Linked DNA regions of Zea mays: region 1 is linked to region 2. A link is a contact called in public Hi-C data. All regions are on one chromosome and are shown on one strand. The core of a region is the stretch at or near the end of the contact, and the rest is flanking DNA. Distances in the headings are between cores, read along the strand shown.

Evidence for each region. Hi-C and Micro-C count contacts between places; a contact is called where the count stands out from the background.
Region 1: a Hi-C map of ear shows a contact between it and region 2, with 2.3 times the contacts expected there. The contact joins the promoter of LOC100277161 here to the promoter of LOC100193803 in region 2. A contact is called at or near these places in 2 of 25 Hi-C or Micro-C datasets (ear and tassel).

The regions. Positions count from the first base shown.
Region 1 is chr3:89,482,771-89,485,470 of Zm-B73-REFERENCE-NAM-5.0, forward strand. LOC100277161 reads left to right here and starts at 1,445. Exons shown (of 1, transcript NM_001364036.1): 1 at 1,445-1,935. The coding sequence starts at 1,527. The coding sequence ends at 1,649.
Region 2 is chr3:89,268,841-89,271,540 of Zm-B73-REFERENCE-NAM-5.0, forward strand. It overlaps LOC100193803 (alpha/beta-Hydrolases superfamily protein), which reads left to right and starts at 1,369. Exons shown (of 9, transcript NM_001310458.1): 1 at 1,369-1,551. The coding sequence starts at 1,508. It overlaps LOC103650372 (DNA polymerase V family), which reads right to left and starts at 1,176. Exons shown (of 3, transcript XM_008675956.4): 1 at 824-1,176. The coding sequence starts at 892.

The DNA of each region.
Region 1 (2,700 bases), core at 195-2,694, 210 kb after region 2:
CTGCTTTCTGGTAGTTTAGTTGGAGGCGTTCTTCAGAAGGGAAGCAGTATGGCTTGACATCAGTTTCAGACTACTCACTATGGATGAGACTTTTGTGATGTAATTGATGAGACTATGGATTTAAATATTGTTATGTGATTGTATGTGAGATGTTTTATGTGAAAATATGTTGTGCTATATAGCTGTTGATATATTTGTTATGTTGTGGAATGTAGTGTAAAATAAAAATAAATAACATTTATAATGCTGGTCAAATTAACTTCCTAGAGGCCAATTGGGCCGTAGGAAGTTAGCCAATTAACTTCCTAGGGACTACAGTCAGCCGTAGCAAGTTAGTCAGTTAACTTCCTAGGGGCTACAGTCAGCCGTAGAAAGTTAGTCGTAGGAAGGTAGTCAGCTGACGGCGCTGACGGCGTGAAGCTACTAACTTCCGAGAACCTACTAACTTCCGAGAGGCTTTTTTGGCTGTAGAAAGTTAGCTAACTTTCTAGAGGGCTCTATGAAGTTAAGCTAACTTCCGACAAAAAAATTTCGAGAGCTAAACTTTCAACGGAATGGCTTTACTTCCGAGAGTTTAGCTAACTTACTAGAGTTTAGGGCTAACTTCCTATGGTTTAGGCTCTAGAAAGTTTACTATTTTGGTGTAGTGTCAGAGACATGTATAACGAAAACCAAACGAAACAGAGAAGAAAAAGAGTAACGAAACCATGATTCTCCATGCAGGTAGTACTTAGGAATCTCTCACGTGCGCGGTCCCATGGGGTTTGACGGAATCGATGGGCGCGCTAGAACACCAAGTGAAACAACCAATCGATATAATTGTAATCAGAGCTAGCCAATCAGGCAATCAGCCTCCGCCATCATGGATCATGACATCTGCGCCCAGGCCCGACAAGCGCACATGCACTCCGGCTAAATCGAGAGAGAGAGAGAGAGAGTCGTCAATCGTTACCAAGGTGTGGCATCCTTGGGTTATCTGTCCGTATGGGTCGTCGAACGGCGAAAGAAAAGGACTTTTACAGTCATGACTCAGCAACCAGCATTCAAAGCTGAACTCATGATCAGAAGAATCAATCGGGCGGCGCGCGCGCACGCATGCACGGGACGGGACTGACTACGGGAGGGCGTTGGGTGGCAGCGACGCCGCACCCGCACCGCACGAGCGGCACGTGAGGCCCCCGCCTGCCCTGGACCCCGACACATTTTCCGTAGGCAAACAGTGGTGCACGACGGCCGAACTACCCGGCGTGCGCTTCCCGGGCAGGAGGGCGACAAGAGGAATCTCGCCCCGCTGGCCATCGCCAACCCCGCCTGCACGCCCCGTGTGGGCCCCCGCTCGCCTTTCTCCTCCTCCGCTATCTACACTACAGTACTACACTACCTTCTCAACAGCTGCTGAGGTCCCGGCTCTGCTATATATACGGAGTGCTGCTTTAAGTTCTACACCTGCTACTTGAGCAAACAACGGCATAGCTCGTCCTCGCCGTTGCCAACTTGGGAGAATCCTGATCGTGACTGACTGCAAGATGAAGCTGCTCGTCGGAGGCCAGAGGAGGCAGAGGGGATTCGGCAAGGCCCTCAAGGAGCAGAGGGCCAGGCTCTACATCATCCAGCGCTGCGTCGTCATGCTCCTGCGATGGCACGACTGATCCAATCCACATACTGCCATGGGGGAGCTTCGTCCGAGATACAAACCAGTGGATTCACAGGGCGAGCTCCATCGTCCTTGCCTGGTGCTTGCTTCATCGGGCGCCGGAGTTTTGAGAGGTGTCGCGCTGCTGCCACAATGGTTGCCGCTTGCCGGCTGCTGTACATAGAGATAGAGGGCCATGGCCAATATAGTGTAGTACAAATAGAGGTAGGTGTTCGTCAGTGTCTACTGTGTCATTGTGTATGGAATGCCAAATCAGTGAACAAGACAGTTGTTGGGGTCTTTCTCTTTCGAATGTCCTCAAAAATACGGCTAACCATTTGCTTTCAGCATATTACTAAATATTACAGGAGCTTCGTCACTAAAAAAGCTTTAACATAACTCAAGAGAAATACGACGATACAAGCTTCATCACGGTTAAGCAGAAAGACGACATAGTGAGAAGGTGTTGTTCAAGTTATTAAATACAAATGACGATAATGTCCTTGTGACATTTATAAACTCTGTATATAATTGTTGAGGACATGAATGTAATAACGTACGAAGCTGTACGATTGCCTATAAATAGATGAACAGTACCCACGCTGGATTATAATTGCCCTCGCGTCATTACCTTCAAACAAGCCGAAGGTATCAATGCAATACAAACTTTGATAGTGTTTGTATATTTATTATGAAATAAATATGTGGCGTGACATCACATCTCGTAAGTACATCTTCATATTTACGAATGATGAAGACTCATTATTCATGACCTTCGTCTAAGATTCATTAAATCCGAAAGGAAATAATGCTTCGAAAGACGAAGGTCTTTAACATATAACAAATGTTGTTGCCTTGCTTTTGATTCATAGCAATTAAGAACAATTGACCAACGTTGATGCCCACCTATGGTGAACTCAAACGACCACCTTCGACAACAAGAGCTCGAACAACTACTTTCGTCGAGCCGCCGAAGAAGGCGGTAGCGCCAGGGGCTTCCCTTGCGCCGCTGGACACCAATCAAGAGGGGCTCCTTCTGAGGGAGACCCGAAGCCAGAAAAGGAAGG
Region 2 (2,700 bases), core at 119-2,618:
TCTACCTAGCTCGCAGAATGACTTCAAAGAAATTTAATTCCTCTTCTTCTCTAAGGTACAGATCAGAAGGTCGTATTTGCATTTCATTTCACTGTAAAGGGTGCAGTTGCAAATACAGATTAACCAGACAGAAACATGAGAAGACACATGATTCAAAAGCAGCCAAGATGCTAACTTAGAAATATAATTAGGCAAAGCGGAGCATGAGAAGAATCATATTTCTAAAGAATAAAAGGAAAAAAGTGAACTTGAATAAAACTGTCTAATCATAATAGTCCACAGCTATTCACATAGTTCTTCAGTCTACATATGGGATTTCATAGGTAAGGTTAACCCGCAACTGTCAAATCTCATTTGGGAGGGCGGGGCGGAGGAAGTGGAGGAGGGTCGTGCTCATCGCCGTCGCTGTTGGCTATCACGATCGAGAGAATGGCTTGGGGAGGGGATGGAGGTGGAGGACCCACAATACCCTTCAAATGTGGTAATTACTGTGACAAGCCCGCAACATATGATCCAATCGCTCAACCCGCGTGAGAAACTCCAGACGCCTCGCATCTCTAGCGCTTCTCCGCGATCACCAAAGGTTCATAAACCAGCGTGTGATTCAGCATCGCAACCGCGCACGAACCCATACCCAGCCGTTCGATTTCCCCCGCTGCCTGCTTCCCGTGCCCCCAAATTGAGCCACCCATGTCACCAACCCCACTCCAACAGTCTCGAAACCACGGGAACCCCCAAGGGGTGCCGCACAGCTGAGAGCAGCAAATTTCGGGCCACGCCCGACGGAACGGATCGAGGAGGCACGAGTTAGGGCTCGAATCACCTGGTTGGGCGAGACGGAGGTCGAGGAGTCCATGGCGAGCCTGCCCGCAGACGCGACAGCCTCCGCCATTCCTCTACAGCATCCGCCGGGCCGAGCCCTCGATTGGATCCAAACCCAAGCGAGCAACGCAAACACACAAGGACGGGAATTAGGTGAAAGAAAAAGGAATGAGCGCGGGTTTATGTGAGAGGAAAAATGAAGGGGGCGTCGGTGCAGAGGCGATGAGGAAGGGAGAGCATCACGCGCGGAGAGAGCGGGCGTAGTTTAGGGCTGGGGTGTTACGGGACGGAGGCAGGCGGAGGCACGGTGAAATATTGTGGACGCTCTCGTTGGATCCTTATAGAGTAGTAGAGATTTCAAATGGGTCTTATTCGCGAGAGCTAGACCATAGCCAACACAACAGTGGATTACGTTACCCCGTGGCCCACAAGTCATTCGTACGCCGCTGATCGATACATGTGGACCAGGTAATTCCCCATCGTTTAATTTGTGTTCCTAAAAAAATTGTCACGAAAAGACTAAATGCTAAAATAGGGGTCCCAACAGCCCGACTCCTTTCCTTTTCTTCCCAATCCTCCTCTCTTTCTTACGCCCTCCGGATTCGTTGCCTCGCTCGCGTCGCCCCTTCCCACCCCGGGCCTGCGTGGTTCAAGGAATTGGAGGCAACCTAATCGGCGGTCAGGAATGCTTCAAGAGTTCGTCGACAACGTCATCGCCGTCACAAAGGAGTAAGCAGCCTCTCCTCGTACCCCCGCGGCGATTTCAATATATGCATATGCGGTTTATCCAGGGAATGGGTCGTCAGAGCGCGGGGAATCAGGCAATCACCGACTTGTGATGATTTGGTGCGTTTGGTAGGAGATGGTTGTGGTGTGGTTTCAGGGTTACGTTGATTGATGAAGGGATTCGGGCCACGAGCTGTTCGTTGCTAGCTTGGGATTAAGTTGGGTTAATATGTGCTGCTGTAGATTTCGTAGGACGTTGGACTTTGCACTTATTATCTTAACACGCTTTTGCATATGCATGCCTAATTATTTTCGTATGCTCAAATTATTAAGCTGATTGCTGGAGATCTGTTAACAAAGGATTTTTGAGGATGATGGGAATGCGGGAGCCATGGCATGGTTCTCACTTCCAATGTTTCGCTTTTCCGTTCGAAGCCATGGCATTGTGCAATCGAACTATAAATACAGGCCGCTAGAGTCCAGGAAAATTGTTTTTATTTTCTGACATTACAATAGTAGATTCATTGTGCACACCAACATGCGCAAAGGTACCGTTGTTCAATCCTAGAAAGGCAGAGGCTAGCTCTAAATCATCAGCATGAATACTCCCTTTGCTATTGTAGTGCACTTACCTGTGATGGGCGACTGGTAAAATGGAGGTGCACAACCCTCACTAGTCACTAGAGCTAGCATGAGTTAGTTCAAATATGATTGAACTTGAGTATTTAGACTTTTTAACAAGCAAACAGTATAACTATTGCTTATTTAAGGTAATTCTATATTAATTTTTTATTCTATTTCTCCCTGTATATCTTTGATTATGAATTTTGAAAGGTGTGTACTATGCCAGTGCTGTATTAACTAACAAATAACAAACAATGAAGATATAGAGCTGTAACTGACAAATAACAAATAATGAAGGTATATATCTGTGTTAACTGACATATAACAAACAATGAAGATATAATGCTGTTTTTACCCCGTATGTCATCACAGGTTGAGTAGACCTGTTAGAAAAAAAAACAAGCTCTATGTTATTGTTCTTCTAATAAATCCTATTTCAAATGGTTGCAGTAACTATTATCTACTATGTATGGATTGTTAGTGATTTTGCGATTGTAGGAGTGGCCATGCTCAGAAAGATTTAGTTTG